Regions from separate parts of the Sus scrofa genome. Here region 2 is linked to region 1. Evidence: chromatin contacts called from public HiChIP or PLAC-seq data. All regions are on one chromosome and are shown on one strand. The core of a region is the stretch at or near the end of the contact, and the rest is flanking DNA. Distances in the headings are between cores, read along the strand shown. Region 1 holds the start of PMAIP1 (phorbol-12-myristate-13-acetate-induced protein 1). Region 2 has its middle 42 kb from the start of PMAIP1.

Region 1 (7,584 bases), core at 1,765-4,264:
TGCCTTTCCTGCTCAGTTGCCCTCCAAGTGGTCCCACAGTCTGCTATAATTTCCCTGGTACAACCATGATGCACATCTTCTTGCACCTGGCTGTGTACTTACCTGTATTAAAGTCTAGACTTACTACTCAGGCTGGTACTTAGGGCCCAAAGGCATGAGCATCACCAGAGTCTAAGAGGCAGAATCTCAAACCCAGCCAGAGGTCCACAATCAGATGCGCATTTGAATTAGACCCTCAAGTGATTCTTCTGCACATTGAATTTGTGTGGGGCTGGTCTCTTTGAAGTAGTTTCCATGCGGGTAGGAAGCACTGTCTCCTCAGAATCCAGCACAGTGTTGGTCTTAAAACAGAGATTTAAGTGATCAGTGCATCAGGCTGATTTTGTGTTAACACATATGCCATACAGGAAAAAAAACAGTCTCTTTTTAACAGAATCAACAGACACAGGCCTATAGCCTATACATTTTGTCATAGGTTTCCTTAAAATTCCACCCTCATTCATCTCTCATATCCTCTTGTTTTCCTGTCAAATCCTATTTTCTGCATGAAATAGATGGATGACTATTCTATTAGCAATCATGTTTACTTTTTTTTTTTTTTTTTTTAGTAATTAAAAAAAAAAATTCCAAGTGACAACACAGGCCTGGCCAAATTTACACTGTTATTTCTGAACTTGTCCATGAAAACTAAAACCTGGTAATAGTTTAAAAAATTGTCTTCACCAGTCCTTTTTTAAAAAACAGATAATTGAGGATTCATTATTTTGTCAGCCCCTGGGTCCAAATATCCCATGATTCTATTTCTTACAGTGCAGGTTCTCATTAAATGATACATAACTTTTCCAGAAAGGTAAACAGTTTAGAATAGAAAGCCTTTTCACACACAGCTCTTAATTCTCTTAATAGAATGTTAGACCAGAGGAAGAGTTTATGGACCATCTAAAATCTAAAATCTTCACAAGTCCCCCATAAATGTCTGATTTGGGCCCATTTCTGAAGCCCACCCTCCCCTTTTCCTTCCAGCAAGTTGAATTTGCAGTTCCCTAAGTCACAACTTGCCTAAAATTCGTATCTAGTATGGGTCACGTGGCCAACAACCTCTTATAATGATAATGTTAGAGGTCAAGATTGACACACCCTTTGTAGTAAACATGATGTAATGTGTTTTTCTTTTGTTGAATGTCTATACTGCATCTCAGGGTGCAGGAGTTGATGAGAAGTTTACTAATTTATCTAATCAGGGATCCAACGGTGTCAGTCAAAAAGAGCCTTGAGAATTTTGGGGGGCTACCAGGTTCAAGATAAGCTGCATCTCTCTTGGGCTTCCTGTGACATGTGGTGGTTAACTCCTGAATTTTGTGTATTCTTATCCCTGGGTGTTCATCACACTCAAAACCAAATTGTTTAAATTCAAGAGTAGTTTTGTTCCATGCTTATAGCATTGTCTACATTTCTGCAGGACCAAGCCACAAATAAAAACCTGCAGGTTTGTGTTGATTGAGTGACTTAAGGTAAACAAACAAGTTCAAATGCCTACTGGGGCCAGATCAAGTAAATGAGAAAAACAAACAGCAGGGAGCGTGGCCAACCTGAGTGACCCCGCCCAATGTCTCTCTACGGGGAATGGCAGCCTCCAGCCCGCTCTGCTCTTTAGGAAAACGGATCCTGCGTTGTCAGGAACTAATGATTTCCTAAAGGAAGCCAGAAATCTGGACTTTTAATGTAATCTCTCCATTTTTAAATGTTGGAAAACCAATTCGAATTTTCACAAGACATCTGGTAGACCAATACGGAGAACCAAACCAAGCACTTCTAGAAAGTCATGGAGCTCTAAGCAACCAATTTACAGCCTCTGCATTATTCAGGGCAGATAATAAAAGAACACTCTTTTTCTAAAACACTGATTCCTGGTAAGGCGGCAGTGGGTAAGAGGGCTTGCTCGGTATGGGCCTGCCAGGGTTCAGATTCTGCCACTGATCTCTGCCTGTGTGAGCTGAGGCAACTCGATCTCTGCAAATTTCAGCTTTTGAACCACACGATCTAAAGTGGCCACACGATGCTAAGAATGCCAGCTTGGTAGGGTAGTTCTGAGGACAGAATAGGAAATGCCTGCGGAATCCCTTAGCATGAAGGGGTCCTCAATACCTATGACCATTCCAAATGACTCCTCCTTTTTACAAAAACAAAAGTATTCAAGTGCCAGCCAAACATCGTGCAAATAACTTCCTATTCCCAGATTCCTCATTCTTTCCTCCACCAAAGCATTGAAAGTTTTCTACACGATGACCTACTCTTTTTTTGTGTTACTAAACATCTACAATGGTCAGGAGACCCATGGGGAATAAACGCTCTACTTTTTCAACCCAGCCGTGAATTAGTTAGCCCCCTCCCTCATTCACATTCCCTCCCCCTCCCAAATCTAAAGTGTTTGCTCGCGTGCTCCGAGTTTTCAATTTGCAACAATTTCCCAATAGTTTCAGTTTCAATCTGGTACTTTTCTCACTTGGCTTCTGGTACCATCTCTATGGTTATTAAAGTTTTCTTCATTTCACGTCCCAGAAACTTCCTAAGTTCTCGGAGTTTGAAAACTGTCCTCTTCTAAACTCTTTTCGGGGTTTGTTTACAGACGTCGCTAATTGCCCATTTCTGATAAGGACGAAGCTCCAGGATTCCCCATCCCCAACCTTCTGCTAGGAGAACCTTTCTCCGCTCGCGACTCCTACACCCCGACAAGTCTGCAGCTGACTCGTTTGTCAAGGAAGTAATTTCCAGGCTGGGCCTTGCCTCTCCCGCCAAGCTCCCGGCGCCCCCCGCCGCGGATCGGCGCCGCCGCAGGTCGCCAGCGGGTCCCGGCGGGTCGCGCTGCACCGCGCGCTGCGCTGGGCCAGTTACTCGCTCCCCCCGCCCCTTTGCGCGCTGGTCCGAGGGGGCGGGGACAGGGGCGGGCCCGGCGTCAAGTTTCTCTACGTCACTGGGAAGTCCCCATTAGGTCGGAGCGCGGGCAGCGGCGGGAGCGCCAACCTCAGAGGCTTTTGGGCGTTCAGGGTGTTGCTTTTCTAGCTCTCTCCCGCTTGCTCGCTTCTGCCCGACCGCCCCGCGCGCAGCCTGCTACCTGCAGAGCCAAGGTGCTCGGGTCCGGGGACTGAGTTCTCGGAGTTTTGCGGCAAAGTTCCGGCTGCTGTTTGCGGAGATGCCTGGAAGGAGGTCTCGTAGGAACACTCAGACGAACCCTACGCGGGTGGCCCTCCCGCCAGGTAGAGAGCAGCTGGGGCCCGCGGAGATCCTGACCCGGGGCGGAGGCTGGGGTCGAGGTCTCGGTCCGGGCGGAGTCACCCCATGTGCGCCGGGCCTCAAGGTCAGGCCGGCGCTGTGCCCTTGCACATGTTTTAGGGGCGCCGGCAGGAAGTTCTTTAGGGGTTTAACCGCGGACCGTGGATATGACCAGGGAGGGAGTCCGGCTTAGGGTTGGGATGCAGCAGCATTTCAGAGGATGCTGAGATCAGCTTTCCCATCCCCACTTGTTCTGCCCCTGGGCCATGGGAAGAAAAAGAGCAAGTACGGGCGCCAGCCACGCGGAGAAAGTCATTGCCATGGCGGGTGGGGCCGAGAGAGGCTCCAGGAGCTTCCTGGCCTCCCAGCGTTTTCTGAGGGAGGCCCTCTCCCTCCCGTATTCTGGATCTTTTGAGCCTTACCCCCCTACCCCAGGCAGTAATAATGCTTGATACTATCACAGGCCTTCCACAAAAAACTGACGGAGGGGTTGGAGGTCCCACAAGGACTGGTGAAATCAGGATAATAGAAAGTTTTTCTTCTTTGTTAGAAGTGTAACATTTTAACAATCGATATTAGCTGCAGAAATGGGGTAGGAGAACAGGAGTTGGTCCGCAATGTTTTTCAATCCACCCGTTCCTCTGCCCTTCCCCATCCGTGTACCTCATCAAATAATTTAAGGTCGGTTTCCTTATAAATCTTATCAAATGGAGCAGCCATCTGCTCCTAAGGAGCAGTTGCAAAGAAGGCAAATAAGTCTCTGAGCTGGAAATCTGTGTGGGTCATACTGCTGTTACATCAGATGGTAATAGGCCGTTTTATACTTAGTTTAACTTTTTAGAGCCCATGGACCGCTCAAAGGAAGTGGTGCATTGCCCGTGTGGTCATGGCAAAGCTGGCACCAGGCTGCTCTCTTGACTCTTGCTTGGGAGGGAAGAAACTTTGCCCGTCTTTTGTGCTGGCCCAGAAATCTGGCCATGTTTCAAAAAATTTCCCATCATCTTCAAGAGCCGACTTACTCCCTATTAATAAGAGACAGCAGAAAGGTCCCTCTTAAACTTGGTTAGACAGTAATACAGTAAAAACAACAAAAAAACAAACAAAACCAAAATTAAGGTATAAGTGACATGTAACATTGTATTAGTTTTAGATGTACACCATGATTTGATATATGTGTGTACTATGACATGATTACCACAGTAAGTTTAGTTAACATCGATCACCACACAGTTACATTTTTTATTAATACATTTATAGATGTAACAAAAAATTAATACATTTATAGATGTAAAAAACAAAAAGGAAAGAACTAGGTGCTATTATCTGCCCTTTTTAATGAAAGGGATAGTTTTTCCTCTTACAATTCAGGGCTTCCAAAATTGTATGCTAAGTGATAATTTGTTTCTGTTTTTGTTTTTTAGGATAGCATGTTAATATATTCCACTCACTGAAAAAAACATGTCTTTGTAGATACTTCTCCAAATGCTTGACGCCGTAGCCTATAAAGAAAGATAGCTTACAAGAGATTTATTAGGTCTCAGAGATTATATAAAGTTTTTTTTTTTAGGAATTATGAAAATTTAACTCAGCTCTTAGGAAAAGATAAATTGGTTGAAATGTAGGTTTAAAAATCCACTTTAATATATATTTACAGTTTTTGTTTATCTGAGCCTAAATAGGCTATCTGCAGGGTCTGCTTATAAAATAAATCAGATTTTAACTTACAGTCATAATTTTTAGTGTTTATAATCATGATGTTGAATTGAACCAAAAAGAAGCGGAATTGTTCTTGGAAATATCCAAGAAAATTGAAATTATGACCAGTATAGATTTGGTGTTAATTCCATCTACTTAAAAAGTTCACTTGGAAATTAGATTATAAAGATTCCCCCCCATACAATATCTTAAAAAGTAGTAAGTATATGAATTAAATATTACTTATTTTGTGCTTCACTTATCTCCATAAAGGCAATGGATTGGTACAGTTTGGGGAGACTTTGGCTTAGACTCATGTGTAAACTTATAATTATTTTAGAAAATGTGGACTTCATTTTGGAATAAGATTTTATGAATCCTTCAAGAGAAAATTTCATGAGGCTAAGAATACATTTAGATTTGCCTAGTATGAGGGCATAATTTGAGCTATGAATTATTGGTTGCCATTTACAAAATAAATTATACTCAAAAACAACATAGAAGAATTTAGAATTTGACTTGTCTCTAACCAATTTTAAATGAGAAAGAAAAGGATGACATCAGTTGGGTTGGCAAAGGCTTGCTGTTTGTGGTGTGTGACATAAATGTCTATATTTGAAAGTAAGATAACATTTGCCTCATCCAGGATTGCAAAATAAATGTCTTTATTCTTTAACTTTTGGTTGTTTATGAATCACCGTGTATTGGTGTATGTCACGTGTGTGTGTTTGAGAGGGGCAGCAAGTAGCCTTTCTCACATTTTAGAAAACAAGTGTGCTTAAAAGGTAAACGCTGGGATAAACACTCAACTTGTCTCTGGGATGAACGTTTTAACTCTTGCTGGTTGCCGTTTGCAATGTTGTCAGGATAACTTTGATGTTTTCTTTTTCAGATCCTGAAGTCGAGTGTGCCATTCAGTTCAGAAGGATTGGAGACAAACTGAACTTCCGGCAGAAACTTCTGAATCTGATAGCCAAACTCTTCCGCCTAGGAACCTGACTTCAGAAGCTTGTGAATGAGGAGACTCCTTTAAAATGGAAGATTCCCCAGTAGGTGCAGATTTCATCAGTTAGAGGAGAGAATGCCTTGTAATGGAGAAGAATGTGAAGGAGCTCTCACTTGCTTTTGGATGCCCTAGGAATCGAAGACGGATGGGTCAAAAATGAGTTTCTGCTGAAGGTTTTCCAGAAGTCGATGTTTCGGATGCAAGAACATTAAAAAATGACTTTGTTAATTTTGAAGCAGGAATGGGAGAGTTATGAAAATAGGGGAGTTATTATTTATACATTTGGTTTTTGCTTTAGAGTCTTGTTCTAGTCTTTTTGCTGAAGGTTGCTGCCCAGCTTGGTGTAAAAGGAGTTGCCAAATGATTAGCTTATGGGCAAGGGTCAAGAAACAGAATATGTTCAATGTTTGTTTCTGCTTTTGTATGGCAGCTCCAGAGCAATGTGTAGTATTTAGTTTATATATATTATCTTGTTAAAAGTAAGGATTTTTTTCATGAGAACACTGAATGTCATAATGAATGTTGATTGCATAGGTCACTACAAAATATAATTTGCTAGGTTTTTTTTTGACTCAAAATGTATTGTTTCTGTGCCGATGACCTTTTATTAAATGTGTTCTTATGGGAATTAACTAGGAAGTTATATATTTTGAAAAAATTTGATGGAAGTGTTACTTGGTATCAGTAAAATTCTTTCAGTTTGAATATTAAAAAGATAAAGAGCATGGGGATTTTGTATAACCAAGAATAATGAAAAAAAGTGACAGTTTTTTTTATTGCTGTAATATAAACTTAGTAAAACAAATATTTATTAGTAAAATAAATATAACTTAGTAAGAAAACGAATGTGTTTCTAAAGAAGTTTCTAAAATCTGTCGAGCATCCTTTCTCATACTAGTTGGTATGCATTGTATAAGGGTGATCTTTCAAGAGAAATTAAGCATGTTTTCATAATTGGGATATATATATGAACAGATGACTTGTCCAGAATGAAAATCTTTTAATGTCTAAAAATTCCTATGATATCCATCCATCCATATATATACATATATATTAGAGTATACATTATGTGCTATGTATGTAGCATTACAGTAATCTGTACATTCTAAGTTTTATGAACTCTGTTTTTTTGTTATTATTAAAAGGCCAGGCTATCAACGAAGTCCCCAAACATATAAAAAAAGAATGTCATGATGAAATTTCAATAGGAATAACTTTATTTATGTTACCTATTTATAATTAAAATATTTTCTGTTTAGTTTAAAAATGTGTATTTAGTTAAAGTTGAATTTTTGGCTTATGAGGCAAGGGCTTCATAACTACTTTAACTCTTACAATAAGAATGTTTTAATATAGGCTATAGTCACTTTAGATGAAAAATTACCTCAGCATCTGTTTTTCTTCAGTATTACTTAAAGCTGTTAGTTTATTTAGTTACAAAGATTTTTTTTTTGTTTGTTTTTTGGTTTGCCTAGAGGCCGCTATTTTGCCATGTGAATATTTATGATCTAACTATTTATGCATATATACATATGAATGATACTGTAGCTGTGAACTATTAAAAATCAACACCATTTTTTCTGTTTGTTTTCTTCATAATGTAAACTACCGAG
Region 2 (7,584 bases), core at 3,037-5,536, 41 kb before region 1:
TATATCCTTTCCCATTCTGTTTGCTCCAATATGATTTTGTTCCTGGGGAGTTTCTGGGGGACTGGTGGTGATGAGAAGCCCTGGAAAGGCAGTGGGCCCCAGAGCTGCCCCTCCCCCAACCAAGCATCGCCACCCTGCCTGCCTCCTAATAAGAATTAAGCAAACTCCAGCAGCCTGATTACAATTTAGGTACCCACCCATCCTTTTTCTTTTTTTTTTCCTTCTTCTTCTTTGGTCAATAATGTTGTGTTGTTTTAGAATTAGACAGTGGGTGAAGAGGTTTTGGTTTTGTTTTTGTTTTTGTTTTTACTCCCATTGTAATTCATTCTAATTCTCATTTAAATCTAAAGTAAATTTGCAAAGCAAAAAGAACAATATTGCCCTGCTAAAAATCACTTAAGGCTGATGAGCTCCTGGGGAAGAACAGCAGGGATTACAGAGGAGAAGAAACAACAAAAACAACAACAAACAAGCTGGTTGCCTGGTGCATATCGGATTTTTGCAAATGATCTCCCAGGTGAAAAAACTTGGGTTCCTGAGACATTTCAACTGGAATTTTTGTTCATCTCCAAAGTGCTGTATCTTGGGATTTCAAAGGGGCATGGGGAAACTTTTTGGGGCGGTAGGAATATTTGCCCCCTCCATTCTGGTGGAGTCTATATGACTGTATTCATATGTCAAAATCCATAGAACTATACACATAAAAAGAGTAAACTTCATTGAATGTAATTTGATTGTAAGTTTTGCTTGTTTGTTTGTTTGCATGTTTTGTTTTTTAGGGCTGCACCCTCAGCATTTGGAAGTTTCCAGGCTAGAGATGAATTGGAGCCACAGCTGCCAGCCTACACCACAGCCGGAGCAACTCAGGATCTGAGCTGCATCTTTGACCTACACCACAGATCACAGCAACACTGGATCCCCAACCCACTGAGCGAGGCCAGGGATCGAACCTGCATCTTCATGGATGCCAGTTTGTTACACCACAATGGGAACTCTGAGTGTTAAGTTTTAAACCTGACTTTTAAAAAGAATATTTAGTACTTGTAGTAATTTCACAGGCCCAAACCCAGCCAATTAGAGTGAAGTCATTTTGCTATCTTTTATAAAGGTCTTGAGATTTTTTTTTTTTAATTTTTTTCCCATCTATTCTATTCTGTCTTCCAAGTTTCTTCCAGGAAATAGCAGTTCAGATGTTACAAAAGTGAGTTCACTGTGCTATCCTTGTGAAATAAACATTTATTCTTTCCTTTAAAAATGTAACTTGGATCAAAAACAGGAGGATAAGAGTGACCTTGGAATGAATACAGGTAGACAGATCATTGTCTGAAAACAGGATCTTCCCTTGTAACTGTGAATTTATCTAGCATACCTCTGAACAAATTCCTTAGAGTTGCCCAGCCTTAAAACAATAGAAGAATCACTTATCTTTTCTTTTTCCAGATTTCTAGCAGTAAAATCTAGGGCAGAGTGGATTAACTTCTTTGCTCCTGCCCCTGTGTGGCTGGCAGTGCTACCTCAAACCATGTGTGGAGACAGGTCCAGTGATTCTCCCTCCCACCCAGGTCTTCTGTGGGCATTGGCCTTGAGGGGCTGGAGAATTCAGGTGATGATTCCTGACCTGTAATGGCCATCTTGGAATCTCCTACAATGACAGTCAGCAACCTGAGGATGGACCTGTTTGCTAGCTCCCTTCTGTATCTTCACTTTTTGCCTCAGGAGGCCTTCAGGAACTGGGATTCCAAACCCATGAATGGATATACCAGATGATTTGTGAGGTCCTTTGCAGCTCTAAGGCTCTAGACTGATGTAGTGGGCCCCAAGCCAGGTATGTTAACCCTTAGATGGGCTACTCCTTGTAGGCTCTTCCAAAGTCCCTGACGACATAGAAGCTTCTCCCTACTGACTTTCACTGGGTTTCCTTTCTCTAGCCTCAGCTTTAGATTGTAATCCAGATAAACAGATAAACCACTCCCCCTCCCCCCCCCCGCCCCACCCCAGGGTGGCCCTCCCCTCCCCCAGCAGTATAAAACATTATACTGGTTATAACAATGTTCACCTTTCTCTGAATGAAAGCTCCAGGACATTTGCTTATTAGGAAGGGGTGAAAAATACTATTGTCTGAAGTCATGGATGGAATGAGGGACTGAAGTGGGTTCTTGGGAGAAGGAAGTATATATCTTACCCATTTCCAGGGTGCCTGGGGCCTGTCTTGTCTAAAACACCCAGCTTGAGGAGTTCCTGTCGTGGCACAGTGGTTAACGAATCTGACTAGGAACCATGAGGTTGCGGGTTCGATCCCTGCCCTTGCTCTGTCGTGGCACAGTGGTTAACGAATCTGACTAGGAACCATGAGGTTGCGGGTTCGATCCCTGCCCTTGCTCAGTGGGTTAATGATCCGGCATTGCCGTGAGCTGTGGTGTAGGTCGCAGACGCGGCTCGGATCCCACGTTGCTGTGGCTCTGGTGTAGGCTGGTGGCTACAGCTCCGATTCGACCCCTAGCCTGGGAACCTCCATGTGCCGCAGGAGCGGCCCAAGAAATGGCAAAAAGACAAAAAAACAAACAAACAAAAATCCACCCAGCTAGAGATTAGGGATGCCAAGACAATCACACTGTCTCCATGAGCCGTGGAGATTCTGGTGAGCAGCTTGGCTTTAATGTGTTCGATGGATCCATCTCCAGTGTACGGTTGCATAATATATTTCACCTGTGTAGTCACACTCCAATCAAGCTATAGCATATTTCCATCACTCCAAAAATTTTTTGCATGTGTCTCTTCGAAGTGAATCCAGACCCAGAGCCCCGGATGACCATTGATGTGTTTACCATCAATACAGATTTGTTCCACCTCCTTTATAATGGGATATAAATGAAAGTATGTCCAGCTTATTTCACACTGCATGATGTTTTTGAGACAAAAAGTGTGGTTCCATGAATCAGTAGTTCATTTCTTTTTATTCATGGGTAATATTTCAGCATGGGTTTTAAGAAAACAATTTTTAACAAAATGTGAAATTTCATTTATTTACTGTTTAAGTCACCAATTGTATTTATTCTTTTTGATTTGATTTGATTTATTTTGGGCCGTGCCTATCGCACAGGGAAGTTCCCAGGCCAGGGATCAAACCCCAAGCTACAGCAACCATCCAAGCCACTAAAGTGATAACACTGCGTCCTTAACCTGCTGTGTCACAAAAGGACTCCTGCTTAATTTTAAATATAGCACTTTTTTAATCTAAAAAAAAGTACTTGTTCATCTATTTATTTAAAAAATACAAAAAAATACAAAGAAGATGGTAAAAATTACCTACAATTCAAATTCAGAGACAACCACTGTGAACATTCTATCTAGTATTCATTCTTGCAGACATCTTCCTGTGTTATACATATACAAACATGCACAGACATATATCTTTAATAAATACAAAACTTTTATTTATTTATTTATTTATTTTGCTTTTTAGGGCCACACCCTCGGCATATGGAGGTTTCCAGGCTAGGGGTTGAATCGAAACTGTAGCTGCTGGCCACAGCAATGCCAGATCCGAACTGCATCTGTGACCTACAACACAGCTCAGGGCAACACAGGATCCTTAACCCACTGAGCGAGGCCAAGGATCGAACCCGCATCCTCATGGATGCTAGTCAGATTCGTTAATTGCTGAGTCACAATGGGAACTCTTATTTATTCTTATAATCTGTTTTCACTCAGCAATTTATTGTCAGGTACAGATCTACAATATTCCACTGTATGTATGAACCATATTTATTTAATCAGATGTTTATTTTGGAACATTGGTCATTTTCAATGTTTTCCTTGTAAACTATGAATGTTCTCCTATATACATACATCTTTCGGCTTTTGTGTGAATAGATTCTTCATAATAATGATGGAATCCCTAGGTCAAACAATATTAACATGTCACATGTTGAACCCTATGGCCAAAGTATCTTCTTGAAAGGTTATACCCACTTCTTCTCCCAGAAATAGATCTTGCTTATTCATTTTTCATGTGCCTTTCCTGAGTTTGGGCAGTATTTCAAATTTTGCCAGTAAGTAAAAACAACAAACAAAACCTGTAGTTATGTGTGAGATTCCCATCTTATTTTGTACCTTTTAATTGACTAATCTTCTAATTATTTCTACAAGATGATTAGGAGACTAGATATCTTTTTGGCAGGACTAGTTTTACACACTGAAATGGGTACAGATCTACTCCTGATTGTGTTTCAGTGTACTTTTCTCCACCTTTTCCACTGCCATGATTTGGCCACTAGAGGGCAGAAATGCTGCAGAAACATAATCTTGGACTGGAACACTTGCCAGAAAGCTTAATAACTAGGCTGCTCCAAGATGGCCTTTAGCATCCCTAGATCATAATTAGCTTTCCCGCCTTTAAGATGTCGTTTGGAATGATAACCAGTGGTATCTGTGTCTAGATTTGTGGTATCTACTTTATACATAAGAGTTATTCTGGTAACCTCAAACAACTTCTCAAAGGAGTATTTTAAAATTTTATTTTGGAGTTCCCAACATGGCTCAGAGCTAACCAACCCGGCTAGTATCCGTGAGGATGAGGGTTCCATCCCTGGCCTCGCTCAGTGGATTAAGGATCCTGTGTTGCTGTGAGCTGTGGTGTAGGCCGGCAGCTGTAGCTCCAATTCAACCCCTACCCTGGGAACTTCCATATGCCATGGAAACGGCCCTAAAAAGGAAGGAAAAAAAAAACCATTTCACTCAAAGATTAATTATATTGTATGTAGCATATGATCCTTACATCAAATCCAAATTAACATTTTAGGTACCCCAGATTTGCAACCTAAGAGACAGAAATTCAGGGTAAAAGAAAATCTGTTCTGACAAAGGGAAATGTAGATTTGAGACCTTTAAACCAGTCACTGGAGCCTTTGATTCCTACATCACTCAGAAGATTGAAGCTGTTGTATAGATATGATGGGTTCTGCCCACTAAAAAGGCTGAAAAATAGTAAAAAGTCAGTAGCAATTTACACGCCAGGCACCCTGGTCTTGTTTTCTAAATCCAATAACTTCCTTATTAAAAGGCATTAGGGGTCCTTGAAAACATGACTGATTTTATGCCTAAAATAAACCACAGGTGAATCTAGAATATCTGCTTGTGCTGAAAGCAATGAGATGCTCAAAGACTGAAGGGATGTGTAATAGGACCCAGCTTGGAAGGGATCCCACTGGCCAAATTTGGGACGTTTTGAGCATCAAAAGAATAATGGCAGTAATGAATACCCACATTTAGAATTCTTTGAAAATTTAAACATTTAAAAATACCAACATCTTTAAAACGTCAATAAAGAATGAAGTTAAGTAGATGGCAGGTGGTAGGAGTCAGGCCTCTCACTGCTGGAACAAGAGGTTACAGATAAGCAAGGGGAGCATGTGGTAATGGACTTGAATTGCCGACATCAGTGTGAACTCATGTTCAGAGTCATGTAGACACAGGTGATTACACAGGGAAATATTTATACATAGGTGTAAATACAGAGTTTAGTATACACACATATATTTCCTTCCTCTGTCGGATGAGAGGGCCTAGAAGGAATGACACTCCAGTGGCAGCTAGCATACGTAGCCCTCAGAGCTTGGTTTCAAATCTCATTCTCCAATTCAAGGCAGCAGAGCTCCTTGGAAAAATGGCTGAGTCTAGGACTCAGCCAGCAACTATACCAGATGAGCCAAGAGCGTCTTACTCCACCAGAAAGTGAGAAAGAGTTTGAAACAAAATTTAAAAAACCTAACCCAAACCCCCACAAGGATGGCAGTATATAAAAGGACACAGGAAGCATTGGAAGATCTCCAGGGCCAACGCTGTTTCAGGTGGAGCAAAAAGTAAATAAAACTGTTTTGGATTATGACCCTAAGTATAAAACGAACATCCATGAATTCATGCTGACATGGTACATGATTGAGAACTGTTAGGTGATAAACTACAACCTAGTATAAAATTTAGAGTTTATTTGAACTAAAATTGATTTGAATGAGGCAGCACCACAGGGGAAGTAGTGAGGAGGATTCCACCAATGGGAGCAGGGAAGGGACTTTTATAGAGAAAAGGTGGAAACAGAGTAAGGAAAATTTTTTTTTTTTTTGGTCTTTCTGCCTTTTCTAGGGCCGCTTCCACGCCGGATCCTAGCCGTGTCTGCAATCTACATCACAGCTCACAGCAGGATCCTTAACCCACTGAGCAAGGCGGGATCGAACCCGCAACCTCATGGTTCCTAGTTGGATTCGTTAACCACTGCGCCACGACGGGAACTCCCAGAGTAAGGAAAATATTGATTGGCTATAACCTAAAGCCTAATTGGCTGTTGATAATTTGTTGTCCTTAGGTTTCAATTTTGTAACTTTGAGGCATTAACAAGCTTAGGTTTTGATTTGCTTCCATAGGCGGCCACAGCATTAAAGCCACCACAGCCTAATGGGCTCCTGTAGAATTAATTTAACACTCCATCAATAAATAGGGGAGAAGAGAGAAATCTCTTGAACAAAGGAATTCCAACTAATTTTTGTAGCTACTCCACCTTTAAGGGAGCATAACTCCCCATTTGTTGATACCATGTACCCTTGCTATGATGTGATGATATGTTATAATGAAAGCATTATTATTAGGAAAATGTCCTTATTCTCAGAAAATACATACTGAAGTATTTAGGGGTGAAGCACTATGATTTCTGCAACTTAATGTTATAGCAAGAAAACGAGTATGTGTATGTGTGTGTGTTTCCATATATTTCCATAATATAATAGTATATGTTTCCATATATATTATATATTTTTTCATATATATATATTACATACACTTATGCATGCATAGAGATAAAGAGAATTGGCAAAGGTTAACAGTCAGTCGATGAATCTGGTGACAGCTATGTTCATTATTATCTTTCTATGCTTCTGGGGATTCCCATTTCCAAAATAAAAAGTTGGGAGAAATAAATTCCAAAACCATGAAATATTTGAAATGTACATATTTAGCAAATACATTTAAAACAAAAATACAATATAATCATGCTAAAATAGGATTTCAAAATCAAACAGTAATTATAGAATCCCTAAAAACGATTGGGGCCCCACAGGCTGTGTGGTCTGATAACAAACACAGGTTTGAAGCTGACTGAGGAACATCTTTCTGTTACCATGAGATGATTTTAGAGCTGGTTCTTTGCAGAGAACATCGAGGATCCAAAAGTGAGGCCTGAAGTTTGAGCCACATTCCCTGCTCCCTGCGGTGCAGACCGAGATTGTGCGGCTCTATTTACACACAATGGTCCCACGCACCCCGACCCTGGAGCTATTCTCTACCTGGGAAATTCCTTCAGTTAAAACATCCCTGCAAGGCAAAGAAGGCCAAAGCAGTGAACTACCTTTCACATGCACAAACATCCCTTTTATGGAGTCTTCCAATCCTTTCCCTTCACCATGGCTTAGTTTACAAAATTATCAGTTTGAAAGACGCAGCAAGGAGTTTGGGCTGGTGGAGGCAGGAAAATGAAAGCTGGAGCCTGGCTGCTTCCTGGGGAGGGATCCTCCTCTGGGTGGGCAGAGGTGGAGG

The links. HiChIP or PLAC-seq counts read pairs in DNA pulled down with a chosen protein or histone mark.
Region 2: a contact with region 1 is called in an H3K27ac HiChIP or PLAC-seq map of alveolar macrophages, with 4 times the contacts expected there. The contact joins the enhancer-like site here to the promoter of PMAIP1 in region 1. A contact is called at or near these places in 1 of 5 promoter capture datasets (liver), 6 of 47 Hi-C or Micro-C datasets (alveolar macrophages, blood, embryonic fibroblasts and 2 more) and 1 of 2 datasets of contacts at active chromatin or transcription factors (alveolar macrophages).

Annotation. Positions count from the first base shown.
Region 1 is chr1:161,183,568-161,191,151 of Sscrofa11.1, reverse strand. It overlaps PMAIP1 (phorbol-12-myristate-13-acetate-induced protein 1), which reads left to right and starts at 3,014. Exons shown (of 2, transcript NM_214147.2): 1 at 3,014-3,254; 2 at 5,858-6,694. The coding sequence starts at 3,191. The coding sequence ends at 5,964.
Region 2 is chr1:161,225,958-161,233,541 of Sscrofa11.1, reverse strand. No RefSeq gene overlaps it. Among named protein-coding and RNA genes, the nearest start is that of PMAIP1, 42 kb to the right of the region's middle. Within about 2 kb of position 4,286, at least 1 of the 83 cell types and tissues checked has an H3K27ac peak or open chromatin away from gene starts, as enhancers often do. A contact at or near this core is called in alveolar macrophages, where this site is marked.